Regions from separate parts of the Mus musculus genome. Here regions 1 and 2 are each linked to region 3. The links are chromatin contacts, called in public promoter capture Hi-C maps. All regions are on one chromosome and are shown on one strand. The core of a region is the stretch at or near the end of the contact, and the rest is flanking DNA. Distances in the headings are between cores, read along the strand shown.

Evidence for each region. Promoter capture Hi-C pulls out the DNA fragments that hold promoters and counts their contacts.
Region 1: a promoter capture Hi-C map of liver shows a contact between it and region 3, with 2.9 times the contacts expected there. The contact joins the promoter of Rsf1 here to the promoter of C2cd3 in region 3. A contact is called at or near these places in 2 of 39 promoter capture datasets (embryonic stem cells and liver).
Region 2: a promoter capture Hi-C map of pre-B cells shows a contact between it and region 3, with 2.2 times the contacts expected there. The contact joins the promoter of Rsf1os2 here to the promoter of C2cd3 in region 3. A contact is called at or near these places in 2 of 39 promoter capture datasets (liver and pre-B cells).

What each region holds. Positions count from the first base shown.
Region 1 is chr7:97,577,579-97,581,160 of GRCm38.p6, forward strand. Rsf1 (remodeling and spacing factor 1) reads left to right here and starts at 2,318. Exons shown (of 16, transcript NM_001081267.2): 1 at 2,318-2,527. The coding sequence starts at 2,326. Aamdc (adipogenesis associated Mth938 domain containing) reads right to left here and starts at 1,919. Exons shown (of 5, transcript NM_001177945.1): 1 at 1,788-1,919.
Region 2 is chr7:97,694,388-97,697,935 of GRCm38.p6, forward strand. It overlaps Rsf1os2 (remodeling and spacing factor 1, opposite strand 2), which reads right to left and starts at 2,080. Exons shown (of 3, transcript NR_154552.1): 1 at 1,725-2,080. It overlaps Clns1a (chloride channel, nucleotide-sensitive, 1A), which reads left to right and starts at 2,270. Exons shown (of 7, transcript NM_023671.2): 1 at 2,270-2,482. The coding sequence starts at 2,343.
Region 3 is chr7:100,369,951-100,373,489 of GRCm38.p6, forward strand. It overlaps C2cd3 (C2 calcium-dependent domain containing 3), which reads left to right and starts at 2,283. Exons shown (of 33, transcript NM_001017985.3): 1 at 2,283-2,546. The coding sequence starts at 2,492. It overlaps Ppme1 (protein phosphatase methylesterase 1), which reads right to left and starts at 1,946. Exons shown (of 14, transcript NM_028292.2): 1 at 1,773-1,946. The coding sequence starts at 1,873.

The DNA.
Region 1 (3,582 bases), core at 1,068-3,567, 2.8 Mb before region 3:
GACATGCAGGCAAATAGCGCAAATGTCTGCACACACACAGATAATATCTTAAAAGAATCATAATTCTAAGTAATAACTTTCAGAGAACTTCTTTCCTCTTGAAAAATGAGTTTCTTTGCTAATGAAAATGATATAGACCATTATGGTTTTCCCTCTTTTTACCTGGAAACACATAACATTCTTTAATGTTTATCTGTGAAGCCAATGCCCATGTTCCTGGCATAATTATTTGCCTATTAAAAAAAAACTTTCTTTAGTCACACATTTTCCTATTTAATCTGATTTAGAATATGTGTTGCTTTAGTTTTAGGAAGTAGGTGTTATGTAAGTTTTAAATATATTCTTAAAATTTTGGCATAATGTAATAAATTGTAGGCTCAATATAGCTGGATTCAATCTAGATTATAATTTTTTTATAAGAAAGATTTGATTCTTTGAAACAGTCTTACTCTATAGCCTGAACTCAGAGTTCTTCCTGACTCTGCCACCTGCCAGGACAAGAAGGAATCTTTCAAAGTACATTCAATGTGACAGAAAAACATACTAACCACTTTACTGTGAACTATCCATGCTGTAGATATTATTATTCACTTTACTAAAGTTCAAAGTAACAAAGAAACTTCGGAAGGTTATAAAGTAATTAGGGATAGGACTCAAGTCTGGTTCAACTCAAACTTACTTCCTGCTCCTAAGCATACAGTATACTGCTTCCTAAGCTGCAGGTTCTATTTATTTTCCATTGTTGATGACTTTCCCCATTCTGGGATTCTTTCTGAGAGAATGCTACAACCAACTCTGGAATGGAGTAGAACTCTGCTTCCTAACAAGCTTACTGCTGTGCAGCGAACTCCCAGCTTTCTAAGTAGAATCCTAGCTCACCCTCTAGACCTTGGCCAACTTAGAGCCTGAGCTGAGCCCAGAGTCTTCTTAGCATCTTAGTTCCCGAGTAGAGAGTGGTTCCTCAGATTTGGTCACCCAGCAGAGGCAATTCCTCATTAGTGATCCACAGAGTACCTTAGGCCCTGGTCCACCGGTTCCATCTGGCAAGGAAGCTCTTTAAACAGGACAGTAAAACAACTCAAAACAGCTTCAGGAAGTCCCTGAAACTAACCAGATTCATTAGGTCTCTCTCTGTCAGAGCAAACAGTAAAAGGTGATCGTCTCTCTCAAACTAAAGGAAGTTGAGCTGAAAAAAAAAAAAAAAAAGCCTCTCAGACAAGCTGCACTGCAAAGAAGACTCTGAGATGGGACCAGCTGCCTGGGAGGAGCAGAAGCCAGCTGAGCTGCCTGGAAGAGGTTCAGACCAGAGTCACTTGGAAAGGACATGCCAACGCAGTGAGCTGCCTGCAGGCTGTGCAGTTTTTATAATCTGTCACCCATGCTGGGGTGGGCCCTGGGGTCGCAGCTGTCTCTGAGTCATTCCTGCTCCTGTAAGTGACCCCTTATCCATGCTCCTGTTAAAATAAAACGCATTGGTTCGCCAAGTTGGACTTTGGTGTTATCTGTACTTCGGTCTGTCGGTGGGAGCTCTGTCTGGGGTGAGATGTGTTTACCGTCCCCCCAGGAAAAGTTTGGTCACACAACACTCAGGAGAGGGCAACACCCCTCAGCAAACTTTCTGAGACTTCTCTCCAGGGTCCCGCGCCAAGCCACAACCGCACCTTTCCTTCTCCTAACCTCTCTCCTCCCTGCCATTCTCTTTTGCTGCATCTTGGTGTCTCTCTTCAACTCCCTCTCTGTCTCTCTCTCTTGGTCGTCTCCGTTCCCAGATCCCGCAGAAAACTCACGCAGCGCTTCTGTTCGCGGTTGTTCCTCCAGTCGGATCCGTGCTTCACCTTTCCCTGCAGCTAGCCGAGGGACTCTGAGCCACAGCGGTTCAGCCACCAGGCCTGGAATTCGCCTTCAGCCGGCCCACACCCGAAGCTCCGCCCCCTCCCCCCATTGGCTATCGTTCTTAGAAAGTCCCGCCCCCAACCTCTCCGCCCCGCTTCCCTTGTTTTCATTCCCCCTGTCACACGAGGCAGTAGCGACCCCGAAGTGGGAGGGAAGAAGTCGGAGCCTTGAAGTCGTAGAGGGAAGGGGACGGGAAGAGGGCGGAAAGTGAAGGGCCCAGAGTGCCTCTCTGTCCCCGATCTAACTCAGTTCTCGACTGCTCCGGGCCGGCGTGGTATTGTGGGATCGCGGCGCCTGGCGCGAGACGCTCGCCGCCGCAGGGGCGTCCACTCGAGAGCGCCTCCTGTCGTCCGTAAAGCTACCCTGCCATCCCTCGGTCCCCCCAACTCCTCCCGCCCCCCCATCCCCTCCTCCTCCATCCTCCAGTTCAAAATGGCGGCGGCGGCGGCGGCGGCGGCGGCGGCAGCGGCAGCGGCGATGGCTCCTCCGGGCTGCCCGGGTTCGTGCCCCAACTTCGCCGTAGTCTGCTCCTTCTTGGAACGCTACGGGCCGCTGCTGGACCTGCCCGAGTTGCCGTTCCCAGAGCTGGAGCGGGTGCTGCAGGCGCCGCCGCCAGACATCGGCAACGGAGAAGGTAAGCGATCGGCCCGAAAGCCCGGCGGGAAGCGGCCCTGGCGCGCTTTAGCTCTCCATAGATACCCTGGGGCTCTGCGGCCGTCCCTCGCCAGGGATTGGCCTCCGCGGAGTCCCTACTCCTCGTAGCCCGGGGGTTCCTGGGTGCTGGGGAGGCGGGGCGGAGGCCCCCTAGGGCCACCGTGCCCCGCGGGGACGGAGGTGGGGGCGTCGCGGACCGGGTGTGGGCTAGGGCCCAGGAGGGGGTATTGTGCCGGCCTGACGCTCTGGGGCCGGGTCCCCCGCGCCGGTGTTGCCTCCAGTTCTTACCCCTTTAGGTGGCGGGGGAAGGGGAGCGCAGGTTCCGGCCAGCTTTGCGCTTTTCTCTTCCCCTCCTCCCACCAATCCGCCCCACCGTCTCCCGGGAGGCTGGGCCCATCTTCTCTCGGCGCCCCCTCTGCTCACTCCACCTGAGTGGGCGGGGGCCCGCGGACACTCCGCTCTCCCGGTGGTGGGAACTCCCCCGAGAGAGTCGGCTCCTGCCTTTTCCCGTCCCCTGGAGGGCTGGTCTAGCCCCCCAAACTCCTTCCTCCTTGGGAGATCTGAGTCTATGACCAGAGAGGGGGCTTCCCCCCTATTCTCGCGTAGGAAGGGGAAATGAACTCGGCCCAGCTTCTCCGCTCTGGGTAGGAGAGGGTTAATATCTCCTCCTCCATAGTTTTTCTCCTCACCACCTCCCCCAAAATAATAGAAAAGCATCTCTCCACTTTTCTCTATCCCTTCCCCCTATCTCAGCTACAGGGCTTAAGGGAAGAAGTCACTCTTCCATTTGCTGGCTGGGGTGGGGTGGTTAGTCTGTAGGCTGGAGGAGGGGCTCAGATGGCTGGGGAAACAGTTGAAGAAGGTGCTTGTTGCTCATGTTTCTCTCTGGTGCCGCTGGTCTATTATTGGTGTTCGCAAGTGGTGCTCCTTCCACATAAGGCCACCGCGCGGGTTCAGGGCGCATGCTCTGCCCGGCCCCATTGAAACTTCCTGCTGCTGCTGCTGGTCGTGGTTCTTTTGCTGGAGCATCTCAGC
Region 2 (3,548 bases), core at 830-3,329, 2.7 Mb before region 3:
CAACAACTGAATTCCACGGTCAGAAACTGTTACAGAAAGCTGACACAACAGGAGAGAACACCCTCACACTTCGGTTCTCTGATTTTCTATTACAAGCCTGTTTTGTCTGTTCTTTAACATTTTATTTTCTAGTGGGATACCTGTCGTTGTACTATGACCTCTCCAAACAAATCATTTTATTCTACTATAGGGGCCAAAAATAAAGAACATAATAATGATCAAACCTCATTAGAACATGTCCCTATGTTCTAATAGTAGTAATTCTGGTCTAGTAAGAGTGGGTTTGTAAGCCTAACTCTTACTGTTACCCAAAGGCAGGAACCCTTATAACCTCTTATCTTTACGGGGCTCTGTCAGTTGTTTCCAGGTGATGGTTTGCATTAAAATGCTGGAGCCTGGCACCCAGTGCTTGGAGGGATCTTCTTCACAGCTAAGATTTCTTTCTTCACTTAGCACCTTGTATAAAATGTCTTGCCATTGGGCTATTACAATGTAAATGATTCTGAAGACTAAGACAAATTGATGAGAAACTACTATACTGGTTCTTGCCAGTTTTCTCTGACATACATGGGGGCTCCTTTTCTGAACCAAGCACTGTTTGTTTCACCAAATAAATGTCTTAGGGAATGTCTCAGATTAACCATTTCTCCAATCAGACTCATAGGCTACTCTTTTTAAGTACTGGGGATTCAACCCAAGCTAATCCAGCAAGAACTCTATCTGCTACCCTTGGAACCTACCTTGAAAACCTCTTTCTGAAATCTACCACTTAGAAAGCACACCTACTCAACGTTTTAAACTGGAAATTTAGAAACGATATTTAACCTCTCTTCTTTGTCTATTCTTGTCTTCATCGTCACAAATTCTTCCTCTCAATCTATATCCACATGACGAGGATTTTAACCTTCAGAGAGTTCTAGAATCTTTTCTCATCCCCTCCCTTACTCCACTCCCACCTTCTCATTCCTGTTCAGGGGACCTGCCTCCTAGTCTCACTAACAACAAACTAAATTTTAAAACGTAACACTTGGAACTGACTGGAGACATGGGTCAGCTTGTGAGACTGCCTAATGCCTTTGCAGATAGGGTCACTGCGCCCAGGCAGGGTGGCTCACACCTGACTGTATGTAGGTAGGTATATACATATATGTGAGGAAAAAAATCTTTAGATTCCTCTGTTGAAAAGAATCCAAAGGGAAAAAAGGAGGAAGAAGAGAAAGAAAGATAAAACTGCTATCACATCCTCCATGTATGTTATCCAACCTAAACAGCCTTAGCCCCATAGATATTACAATTCTACAGCCAAAAAAAGTGGAGTCTAGAGGTCAACTGACTGAATTCCATCCACCAACTCTAGCTTGTGAGTTTAATGCCTCAGGTCCCATCTGTTAAAGTGGGTAATAGAAAATGTGTTCATATTGTGTATCATAAAGAAAAAAATTAATTGAGCAAGTGTGGTGATGGGTGCTCATAGTAGTACCAGTAAACTGGAGTTCGGTGCAAATCGATTATGTATTGGAAGCCAGCCTGGGATACTTAAAGAAGCCCTGTCTCAAAAACCACGAAGGAATCCATGAAGAAATATAAGAGGTAAAGTCCGTATGCTGTGTGGTCTATAGGTCTCTGTTATGGGTTTCTATTCACCAAACCTGTAGGTTTTCACTGCTCTTATTCACTGGGACCTAGCGAACAGGGAAGGCAAGGGTTCCTAACCAGTGGCCTACCTTTCCCTCGGGCAGTCTTTTGACTGTCTTGCTGCGCACTGTCCATCATTAATGTAACCTTTTCGTGCTCGTGGCATGACTCGTGGGGATGGGGCGCTCGATCTCTCCGGCGACGTGGGGACTAAGAGGTCTGGTAAATGGCTGTGTGAACCCAAGGAGAACAGGCCTGACGAGGCGGAAGCAGGGTAGACTCGTGCACCCAGCCGGGAGACTTGGGATCTCCAGATGCGTGTGGATTTTATTTCTGTGAGTCCTCCTTCGGCGAGGGACTCCTGGGGCCTGGGTCCCTTCCCGCTTTTTGTTGGGAAAGGCTTGGTATTCCTTATACATCCTCTCTCGGGGTTTGCTCCTATGACCTTCAAAGAGAACCACATAGAAAACACTCGATTATTCTAAGCATCCTTAGAGGAGCGGGAAAGGGGAACCGATGCCACGTGACAAAAGCCAGCCGGCTCGCTGCGGACCTCTGAGTTGCCTAGAACATCCCGTCTCTATGGTCAACCGCATGCTAAGGCCCTCGCTGAGAAAGTTGTTCTTCCGGGCTACGACTACTGCTTCCGGGGCAGCTCCGTGCGAGCCGCGATTGCGGTACTCGCCTCTCTCGGTTCGCGTGGAGCGATGCTTTCCCCGGCAATGAGCTTCCTCAAAAGCTTCCCGCCGCCTGGGTCGGCCGACGGGCTCCGGCTGCAGCAGCCAGACACCGAGGCTGTGCTGAACGGGAAGGGGCTCGGCACCGGCACGCTTTACATCGCGGAGAGGTAAGGTTGGGGGGCGCCGACCAGCCGGCCGGCGCTATTGTGCGGGCAGGGTGGGATTGTCCCCTCCCGAGCTCGGCTGGTTCTGTCCCCTAGCCCGCGTTTCTCCCTAACGACCTGTGCGAACCGGCCTGTCTCCTGCAAGCCTGGCGCGTGGTCACGTTGAGTTTTGAGTCTGCAGAGCCTCGGTTAGTTTTTCCGTGGGCCTAGCTTTCGGAATGGTCGTGTCAACTAGACGATTTCCCTGCGTGGAATATGTAGCTCAGATTGTGACGGGTTACGACGTTTGGTTAATGAGCTGGGATGTTCTGCTTCAAGTGTGTGTGTTTGTGGGGGCTGGGGGGAAGGACCATCTTCAGGCCCACGCAGGGCGGAGTCACAACCAGCCGAACCCGACTCCTGGATGTGCAGGTCCTGGAAGGAATTCTTCTATTTCACTACCTGCAGGATTCAGTACTTTCACAATAACATAGACATGCCACTAAAATACACACTACATACACGCTCATACCCTCCTACCCCCACCCCATACCTTCCTGTTCACCCGCCCTCCCTCCCCATTTCTTTCCTTTCCCTTCCTCCCTCCTTTCCCCCCTCTTTCTTTCATTCTTTCTTTCTCTTCTCATTCTTTCCTGTCTTTCAGAGTCTCTGGTTTACCTTTTGCTATATTCTATTTGTTGGCCACAAAGGAAATCCTCTGCTTTTAAGAGCTCGAGTTATAACATTGCTCCTGCCTAGAAAATCCAGGCTATCTCGTTTATTTCACCATCAGTAGATTAGTAATCTTAATTACATTCAAAGTCCCTTCTTTCATGGCACTGGAAAACAAATCTCTTGGGGACCAAGATTATGCCTACTACAGAGCCCAGGGTATAAACGTGTAAAGAGCTATTTGTTCAGAGAACAGTGTGGATAGTGGGACTGGGTGTTTAGACACCGACTAGAAATACAAATGTGGGTGGGTGCGCAGTTTGGTTGGTATATGTGTTTGGAGTAGCCATGAGGGAGAAAGAAAAGGGATGGGAGGGAAGAAGTTGTGAGATTCATTCATTCATTCATTCATTCTGTA
Region 3 (3,539 bases), core at 1,033-3,532:
AGAGTTAGTTTTAAAACTAGCATTTAATATATCTGTACAGGTGAGTGCCAGTGTACTGAAAGATCCAACTGTAATTAGGAAAAAAACAGCTCCTAAGCGAGGTGTGGCAGGAGGATCAAGAGTTCAGGGTTAGGCTTGGCTTATAAAGTGTGACCATATCCCCCCCTTCCCCCAAAAAATTAATAACTAAAAAAAAAAACACATGAAGAATCATTACATTTATTTTTATACTTCAGGCTAATTTTCCAAAATAATGGTATAGGTCAGCTTCCAAATTTTCTTTATGTTAAAAGTTCAATCTTTATGTCTTTTCGAGACCAATCTTTATTTTATCTTATAACAAGCTTTCCATTTTACCTGCTATTATGCCTCCTCAGTCAATTTTTTTCTATTATAGATCATAACCTCTTGGATTCAGATTTTACCAATCATTTTAATAGCAGGACTCTCTCTCATCTCCTATACTCAGTCTTCACAGAACTGCATACATCTTTTCTTGCCTTTTGGTCAGTCTGTGGAAATTCTTGAAATATATCTACCAGCTTCTCTCTCCAATCCCAAATCCAACATAGGTCTCTTTTCTCTTTACCATCAGTAGTCCTCCAAATAGCCCAATGACTATCCAGTTCTCTCTGCCTTCCAGCAGCTCTTACTAGGATGTTCAACTATCACGATTTCTCCAGCAGGCAAGCATCCTATAACTATAAATGACACAGCCTGTCAGGGATCTAAATTTCTAAAGTTTCTTTCATTAGCTCAGCTTTTATATTGGGAGTGTAGCTCAGTGATGTGGCATTTATCTAGTTCTGGGTTCCAGCCTCAACACCACAAAAATTAATAAATGTTTCTAACCCACACACATAAGCACACACACACACTCAAGCCCTACTCCCTTTCCAGCAAACCATTTACTCCCATTTTATTGTTAAGTGGTTACTCCCAGTGCTTCACTAAGTCTAATTCTTAGACCAATAGATAGTTTCCCTCAGGTCCCATTTGCTTGGCAAAACAAAACAATTGACAAAATCTTCTTTGGTTTTCAGATTTTACCTCTCCAGTGCTTCCATTTAACAAATCCTACTCGAAATTATTTCTCAGTCTCTGGGATATCAGTGGTCACTGTTCCAAACTCAGCTGTCTTCCTCATCACACCCCCCCTATTTCCCTAGCCTCTGGGCTCACTCCCTTGATAACAGTCCCCTAGCCATGTTCTCTGTCTTTCCTTAGGCCTATTCTCCAAGTTTTCTGATTCACCCCCTCATTCTCTGAACTTGACTCTTACACTTCTGGAAACTTTCTCTAGAACCTTCTACTCCCTAGTCTTTGCCTCAGATGTTTTCTATAACCCTCAGGTAAAAACCTTCTTACTCCTGGCTCACTTACTTGATTCCCCAAACCCGTCAACTTTTCTCTCAGTCATTCCCTATTCCCCTCAACGATGCCAGATTTCTCCTCATCTCACTGATTCACTCTTTCTCCCAGACTCATCACTTCTAGAGTTGATTCCCGTCATCCCTTAGATTATCCTTTCATTTTCTCAACCTTGTCCTTATTCCCCTTCTCCAACAATGTTATCAGTCCTCCAGTGGACTACTCCCTTAGCGCCTCACCTAGTCCCCAAATCTACCTTCTACTCTATCTAAACACCTCCAGGCCAAGGCCAGCATTTCCTCCAATTCACAGCGTCCCTTCCCGTGGCACTCTGAATGCCCAGACACCAATCTCCAATGGCCTGGGCCTGGTCTCCTGGGAGAGTGGTACAAGTCACGTACCCCATCCGCATCTTGGCTCCGCTCTGACTGCCCCCGCTGCCGGGTAGAGGAGGGCGAGAAGGTAGGCGGCCGAGGTGCATGCTTTTTTCAAGGGCCGACATCAAAGGGAGGCCGCACGTCGACAACAGTGGCCCAAGGTCCGTCCCACGATACGTGCAGTACAACCGGTCACAGCTCTCTCCTCTAACGACGCCCAGTCGCCTTTGGACAGCAACCAGCCACCGGCAGCGCCGCCTACCGCCCACTGGCTCAGTAAGCCCCGCCCCCTCGCCGCAGCGCTTCCACCGGAAGTGCGCAACAGCCTTCGCACAAAGGAAACTGGGTAACGGAGTCTGCGGATCTCTCAGACTCCTATCAGAGAACTCGACAACCCTAGCAGGAAGAGACCTCTTGAAGGCAATGCATGCTGGACAATGAAGTCCTCAAATAGTGTATCAATTTGCGCTTGCGCAGATGCAGGTGCCCTGGTCCAACTTGGCCAAGGTAGGGAAGCAAAGCATCATGGGTGTTGTAGTCCATTTGCAGGGGCTCTAATTGGCGCCTTCTTTTGGCACCGCTTTCCGGGAACTGTTGGTGAAAGAGTGTTTCTTCCTGCGTCCCAGGCTTCCCAGCGGCGCCCGTTGCCGGGGAACGCAGGCGCCGTGGGAAGGGATGGCGGGAGCGTACAGCTTAGGAGCTGGCACCTGCGTTGAATTTGTGACGAAGGGCCCAGGCTCGGGATGAAACAACGGAAAGGCCAAGGGCCTGGGGGCGGCCGTGGGCGCAAAAAGAGAGGTAACTTTATTTCTTTAAGGTTGAGAAAAGCATAAAAGGGCTAAAGAATTCTAAGGAGACTTCCACCCGCTCCGGTTAAACAAAACAAAACAAAACAAAAGAGGACGGAAGAGAGACTAACTAGGGAACCAGAAAGTTAAGAGAATTTTTTTTTTTTTTAAAGAATGGAAAGGAAGTAGCGCCTGAGGGTCGATAAATGAGGCAAGTGAGGATTAATAGATACGGATAGGAGAACAACAAAATTAAACGTGCTCTTTTTACGACAGGGATACACGTATGTGTGTTAGAGGTATTCGGAGTAGGGGGAAGGGACATAACTCTGTCCGGAAAAACCTTAGATGGTGAAAGGGTGTGTGATAGAGGACATCGTGAAACCTGTAACCCAAGCTTACTCAAAAAGCAAATAAAACCACTTATATATATATATACCCTTCTACTTCTCTGATTTTTTCCTTGGGAAGCGATTGCGCTTCATAAGAATATACTGAGATCTCATCAGGAATCAATACAAGGAGTTTTTTCAACTAAAACAGTTTGTGTCCTGTAGCATGAAGAAAAAGATCTACCATAAAGCGCAGGGATAATTCGTTGAAATGGAAACATATGTGCATATATGGACTGCTCCTCACTTAGAATGACTTGAATCCAACTTAAATCCTCTTAGTTATCCAGCTCCTATAAGGGGGCCCTATGAACCCCAGGCTGGCCTTGAACTTGATCCGCCTGCAGAAAAACTCTTGGTTTTTTTTGTTTTGTTTGTTTGTTTGTTTGTTTTGTTTTTAAGTCTTCTCTAAATCTTTCAGAAAAGGTACTGACTGAAAGGAAAGCCAGAGTTGTAACTGATCGCTTCATTTACATATTATTCATCACCTTTCTGAACTCTAGTAAGATTTGACGTTAACATTTTGAACCCAGAACCAAAGGTAGCAGCAAACCTAAAAATGTTAGTCTCTGTCCTTGACTGTATGGTCTTGACAGCAAAGACAATTTAAG